2 separate regions of the Sus scrofa genome follow, and region 1 is linked to region 2. Evidence: chromatin contacts called from public HiChIP or PLAC-seq data. All regions are on one chromosome and are shown on one strand. Each heading gives the region's core, a stretch centred on a gene start, on an enhancer-like site or on the middle of the called end of the contact. The rest is flanking DNA. Distances are from core to core; before and after follow the strand shown. Region 1 overlaps TMEM135 (transmembrane protein 135). Region 2 holds the start of TMEM135 (transmembrane protein 135).

Region 1 (3,230 bases), core at 352-2,851, 240 kb after region 2:
CAAATTTAAAATTTTGTATAAACAGCTTAGATTTTATTTCTGTTGGATAGCACTGCTCTAGCAGATAGAAAGACTAGAGATGATCTCGGTAGATGCTTTTGCTCCTGGCATTGTGATGATTCCTGTTGATTTGATTGATTCTGGAACCATCATTTTATCTTTGATGGTTGTGATGTTGCAGTCTCCATTTAGGATTTTACAGTGAGCTCTTCTGGAATGTAGAGCTCTTGGAAAATCCTTTCTGTTTCTCAGGACATGAACCAAAAACTACCTTTGCTTTGAATTTAGTCTTTAAACTTTTCCTTGTGCCTCGATCTTCGCATTACTGAAGTTGGACTTTTCTATCTGGTAGAGCTATTATCCTGCCTTTCTTCACCCTTTTATTATTAAAAACCTCAAATTCATTAATTTTATCTTGGGGCTTCCATTTATTCTATCCAAAGCTTTTAATCACTTATAATCTGAGTTCTCTCTTCAGTAGGTCTAGAATGCTGTAGTAGAAAGAATATAGAATTTAAAGTCAAAAGTCTTAGATTCTAATTCTGGTTCCTCCTCTAAAATTTATTAGCTGAGCAATCTGAAATAAGACTCTTTTCTTCCTAAACCTCAATCTTTTTATCTGTAAAGCAAATGTTGTGAGGATCAAATAAAACACCATATAAATGCTATTACCTACCCATGTTTTAGAGGTCTTGTCTTTTTTTTTTTTTTAAATGATTGTTTGTTTGTTCTTTCTTTATTTTTGCCATACCCATAGCATGTGGAAGTTCCAGGGTTCAAACTCGCCCCATAGCAAAGGCCTGAGCCACAGCACTGACAACCCTGGATCCTTAACCTGCTGAGGCACCAGGGAGCTCCCATCTTTTTAGTCTTCTCGACAGTAGTTGACATCAAGGGCACTGTTCTTTCCTAGTACCCTTTATTCCTTGCTGTTTATTTTCATATCATTTTGGATTTTCTCAATCCCTCACCCATTGACATTTGTGGTTCTACCAGTCTTTAGTCCTTCTAACAGACTATTTATTAATAAAAAATAGATCAAATATCTTACATAATATTGTTCACAAAACGGAAATCATCACTTGGAATTTGCACAAAGATTTTTGAAAACTGAGTTTATAGATTTTGGAAAAGGTTCCTAACACCGAGGAGGGGGAGGAAGGAAGATTCCACAAACTGTAGAAAAGGGAGAAAGGAACCTAACATCTATTGAATACCTGTCTTGTTCCAGGCATTGCTCTTGGCAGATGATTGTAACGTTACCTCATTTTAACTATTCCCTCCCTCCCATCCGATAGAGGAAGAAGCTGTAGATCAGGTATATGACTAACTTGCTTTTAGTTTATTTAAGTCCCTCCTTATTGTTTATCTGCATTTCCTCCTGGACATTGGTAAATACTGTTTGGGGCATTTGAGTTCTGTGCTCATGGTGTAGCGAGAGATGATTTCAGGTGTACTTGTAAAAGTGAATGAAACGAGTGATTTTCAGCAAGGATACCAGATATGAGACTTACGAAATGTATTTTGTTCTGTTTGGGGGAAATATAGGTCTCTAGACTGGTCTTTAGAGTGGGTGGAATGGGCGGTGGCAGTAATTCAGGAAGCCTTCCCCTCCTAGGCTAGAAATGTCAACAGGACTTTTAAGCCTGAAAGCTGCTGAACACTAAAAATGAAACCCTTCTCAATGTCTGATTTTCTTTCCCACATTCCCTCAGGGCCTGACTCTCGCTATTCTGCCAGCTACTCCCTTTCCTGGTAGGCAAAGCGAAAATGGTCATTGTGAATTTGTGACTTATGCCACCACCATCAGGGCTAAATCCAGCCTTATTTGAAATGTCTTCACCATGTGGCTTCTAACAGTCTCGTCCACTTCTCTAAAAGCTTTCCTGCCTGTCTGCACTTTTCTGCTTTTGGCCCCTTGATGCTCCACCCTAAACATGTCTCAGCCTCCACCAGGACATTCCTACCTTCTGACTTTCTAACTTACATTTTCTTCCTCAAGATGTTACTAAATATCTTGTCTTTTGGCAGATAATTCCGTACTAACTCAAGTGTAGAATTAGTAGCAGGGGTGGATGAACTCTTGAGAAATAAATACCGCGTTTTCAACCCCATGTCCCCTGTTAAACAAGGCTAGACATTCATAAAATATGCTTTGTTAAGTGCACTGGTTTCTGAAGAACTCTTTTTCCCTTAAAGAAGTCTAAGAAGCATCTGTTGTATTTCTAGAGCAAATAATCTTTAACCTCTCCTTTACTTTCCATTTGATTTAAATGAATGGATATTTGAGAAGCCCTTGTCTCCATGTTCAGGCCCCTACAATTTTCCTACTAAAAAAAAGTAAATGAAGTGTTACTATTACATCGAGTAATTTTATTTCAAGATAATTATGAGGATGTTCTTTTCTTATGTACTGTTATACGACCGTCTTTTGTGTTTTTACTTGACTCTCCCTCCTCTCTAGACTCTTGGAATTTTGCCGCTGAAGCTTGAATCCTATGACTTTTTTCTAAAAAGATGAGATGCAGAACAAGGGATGGCTTGAAGTCAAAGTAAAGTAAATTCCTGTATTTAAGTGCTAGCAACTGTTACAGGCTCCTTGAGACCAAAGCCTATCAGCCACTTGGCTGTTGGGTGACCATATGTTCTAGGAAAGGGCGCTGGACTAACTCTAATAATGTTGAATTTTAATTTACTGTCGACCAAAAAAAAAAAAGAAAAATCACCCTGTGTATTAAGAGTTTGTCTGGCAGGACACTGAAAGCATAAAATATAGCCTACACATACAAAGTTGTTGGAAAACAAAATACATTTTTCAAGTTAGAATCTTAGTGAAAAGAACCGAGCTAGTTTAGATTTTAAAGTTTTCCTCCCACTCTCCCCTATTGCCAACTTCCACAGGGACCCTCATTTTGTAGCAATGAAAAGGTTATATTCTGCATTTTAACATAATATTACTGCTTTTGACTCAGGAGTATTTCAGTTTACATACGCAAAGGAAAATATAAAATTACAAGGGATGGACACTATTTAGGGAGAGAATTAATATGTAATTAGAACTACTTAGATATGCCTGTACATCGCTTTTGCTCATCTCTGAAAAATAACATATATAATTCTAAAAGGGTGTGTGCGTGTGTGTGTGATCTTGTCAGTGTCTTTAATATATTTTTAAACATTTCTAATGTAGGTTCATTAAATGTTTGACATTTCCTTGTTAATATATACAT
Region 2 (3,531 bases), core at 720-3,219:
TCAAACCTATGGCCTCATGGATACTGGTTGGGTTCAGTACTACTGAGCCACAATGGGAACCCCTAGGTCAGGTTTGGATCACCTACGATGAGAAGATAGGTTTGTTTTCAGGACACTATGCAATACCACCTTACACAATTATTAGCAATAAAGGGAAAACTAGCTTGTATGTCTACTTACCACATGCTGGGCAGTTGGCTAGGCTGCTTTCCTATGTGATCTCTCACTCAGTTTTTATGACAACCCCCTGAGCTTGATTGACATTATTTTCTTCGTCTTATCAAGAGCACAGACACATTTGATGCCAGTAGATTGCTTGCCCAAGTCCAGTGTTTGATGGCGGAATGGAGCAGCTTAAAGGGATTTTCAGAGGGGTAGAGGGAATAGACTTCTCGTGTCCCTTTGCTTCCCACTTCACTCCCCAAGAAAGAATGGTGGGAGAGGAAACTTTGTCAGGGCACGCTTAATCCCTTTTCTGGGAAAGAGAGCATGCACTCATCAGGAATTCCTACTGTTCCCTCTGGCCATCCTGGGCGGCGGGGAGTGGCCATCCTGGAGTTCTCACCCAGCTGCCCAGCAGAGAGTGGACGAGCAGCTGAGGCACTGGTGCACAGCCCGGGTTAATCCAGGCTGCAGTTTGCCATTCCCTTGCAGGACCGATCCAGGATTTCCTTCAGAAGTATCACTTCACAGCAGCTGGCTGGCTTGACTTGGCCAACTGCTTGACCTCTGGCTGCACAGGAAGCTTCAGCAGGTAGAACTTGGCGGTCCCGAGGAGCAGACACACCCTGAGCTCCTTAGGTTTGCACAAACAAGGGTTTGCATGATACAGGATGAGAAAGGAGCCAGGGAAAATGATCCTTCACGTCCATTAACCCTCACCTTGATATATCAGCCCTTTGAGTTTTGGCTTGAAGACAAACAACTACCACAGTAATAGCCACAGTTACTTATTGGGCAACTACTGTATCTCATTCCATTTCTTAGCAAGATAGCTACCACCGTTTGTCAAACGATTGCTAAGTCCCAGGTACTTGACTTACCACACCTAACTCAGACTTGGCCCTGGGCAGAGACACAAAGAATGTTTGTTGAGTGAATGAGTAAATGAGTCCAAGTGTCTGCTTTCCATAAAACAAGAAATGGCTGAGGGCACACTAACTCAGTGATGTCCTCTGTGTATGTTGCTTTCAGGAACTCTTAAAAGTCATGAGAACTGTCGGGGACATCCATGCGATGATTCAGTGCAATGGACCAGAAGTATACATTATTTCATGGGTCATTTTATAGGCCTTTGATTTACCTAATACATCCTAGTGGCCTAAAAGAGTTAATGCATCTTTCAAAAATACTTCCCACTGGGAGTTCCCTGGTGGCTCAGGGGGTTAAGGATCCAGCATTGTCACTGCTGTAGCTCTGGTCACTACTGTGGCTTGGGCTTGATCCCTGACCCCGGGACTTCTCTACCCCGTGGGTGCGGACAAAAAAAAAAACATTTCCCACTGGTCTGCTGGGGAGTAGCTTGAAGCAGGGAAAGAATCTGAAAAACTTTTTTTGTTGTTGTTTTTTTTTTTTTTAATCTTTTTATTTTTTAGGACCACACCCACAGCATATGGAAGTTCCCAGGCTGGGGGTTGAATTGGTGCTTACAACTGCCAGGCTACACCATAGCCATGGCAACTCTGGATCTGAGCCACATCTGTGACCCACACCGAGGCTTGTGACAACACAGGATCCTTAACCCACTGGGCAGGACCAGGAATCAAACCCACATACTAGTTGGGTTCATTACTGCTGAGCCACAACGAAACCTCCCTTGATTGAAAAATCTTTAGGCCTTTTTATTTTTGGCCTTTTTTTTTTTTTCCCCTCAACCTTAACCAGACCAAGTGCTCGCTCGGTGCTAAAAAAAAAAAAATTAAGCAGAGACTTCTTGAAGGCAAGTCTTTCAAATGGGGAAGGAGGACAAGTTGGGTGAAAAAGTTCAAAAGCTGGAGCTTTGGCTATTTCCTAGGTAGCAGGCAAGGCCTGAGCCCAGTTCTCCTTTGCTCGCTCTTTGAGGCAAGGCTGAGTTAGCAAGCTATAAATTCCACTCATCTAAGTGTGAGGAATGTGGAGATGAATGCGGGGAAGTCTCCGTTCCAGAGGAAAGGGCATGAGAGTGGGCCAGCTGGAGATGGAAGACAGGACATACCCCAAGTGTGAGCCAACGGAGATTTGAAATTAGAATCTGGACTCAACCTGCGTCGAGGTTTTAAGACCTCTGATTGTAAGTGGAGAGGGCTGTCAAGCAGTTGGAGGACATTGCGGAGAGACCTGAAGTGACACAGCATCGATTTGCCCATTTATCTGACCATGGGAGACGACGTATCTTCTTGGCAAGGAAAAGGATTTGTGGCGGAACTTGACCTGGAGAGTGAGGGTGAAAGAAGAGGAGAGCCCTGCAGAGGTGAGCGGGACAAGGTCAGCCGGTGCAGCGAAGCTCCTCTGGCTTTGCCATCAAAGGCAGCTTGATGGAGACAGGTTGTCTCCGAGACTTGCCAAATTTCTGGTGGGCTGTAGATGAAGTGCCCCCGTAGAACTCGTGGCCTGGGATCCAGGTCGGGCACTTAACTTTGGAACGTGTTGCAGAGAATCATTTGTATTGGGAAGTGCGGCTGGGAGGACTCTGCTTGTCTTTGAAAATCAGTGTTTGCTGGCACACACTGAGGCTCTCTGTGTTCTTAGGTATTTCACAACGGCCTCTTTCCTCATCGTGATTAGACTCAGTGTCAACAGGATGAGGCAGGAGCTGTGAATTTGAGGATAATGACCCTCTTAAGGTTTGATTTGAGTGGAAGGAATCAAATGTGTAGTCTCTCCACGTTATCTCACCCGGTCGTAGGGTAGGCGACTAGTAGAAAAGGTATTGCCTTCAATGGCCAGAAAGCGGGGCCTCTGGCTAACGCTACCATCAATGTGCGAGGCGGGGCAGCCTCTTTCACGTCTTGTATTCACTTACCTTACCTTTAACATCATGGGATAATAGTATTTTTTCTTCTCATAGAAGTTCTTGTCAAAGTTAAATAAGATAAGGGGCCATATACTCTTCTAAGAATGAAAATCGGCTCCATTGCGTTCCATGAAGAAGGCTTGCGAGTCTGTTCTTAAGTCCCAATTCTCTGTTTATCACCTGTATCATCTTGGGCTAGTTTTTAAACTTGTCTGTGCCTCAATTTCCTGGTTTCTGAATGTCTCTCTCAAAAAGTTGTCATTGTAAAAACATTCCCCTTGGCCTAATGATTAAGGATCCAGGGCTGTCACTGCTGTGGCCTGGTTCACTGCTGTGGCACAGGTTTGTTCGCTGGCTTAGGACCTTCTGCATGCCATCAGTGCAGCCAAAAAAAAAGTTGTTGTAAAGAGTAATGTATATACAGCACCAACTCTATGGACAGGGCTTGCTAAATTATACTGGTGGGGAGTTCCTGTTTTGGCACAGCGGAAACGAATCTGACTAGGAACCATGAGGCTGCGGGTTCAATCCCTGGCCTT

Evidence for each region. HiChIP or PLAC-seq counts read pairs in DNA pulled down with a chosen protein or histone mark.
Region 1: a contact with region 2 is called in an H3K27ac HiChIP or PLAC-seq map of alveolar macrophages. The contact joins the enhancer-like site here to the promoter of TMEM135 in region 2. A contact is called at or near these places in 3 of 5 promoter capture datasets (fetal liver, fetal skeletal muscle and liver), 2 of 47 Hi-C or Micro-C datasets (fibroblasts and liver) and 2 of 2 datasets of contacts at active chromatin or transcription factors (alveolar macrophages and skeletal muscle).

Annotation. Positions count from the first base shown.
Region 1 is chr9:20,979,365-20,982,594 of Sscrofa11.1, forward strand. The region is part of intron 8 of TMEM135 (transmembrane protein 135); the gene reads left to right. Among named protein-coding and RNA genes, the nearest start is that of TMEM135, 240 kb to the left of the region's middle. Within about 2 kb of position 1,602, at least 10 of the 83 cell types and tissues checked have an H3K27ac peak or open chromatin away from gene starts, as enhancers often do. A contact at or near this core is called in alveolar macrophages, where this site is marked.
Region 2 is chr9:20,739,116-20,742,646 of Sscrofa11.1, forward strand. TMEM135 (transmembrane protein 135) reads left to right here and starts at 1,970. Exons shown (of 17, transcript XM_021062616.1): 1 at 1,970-2,449.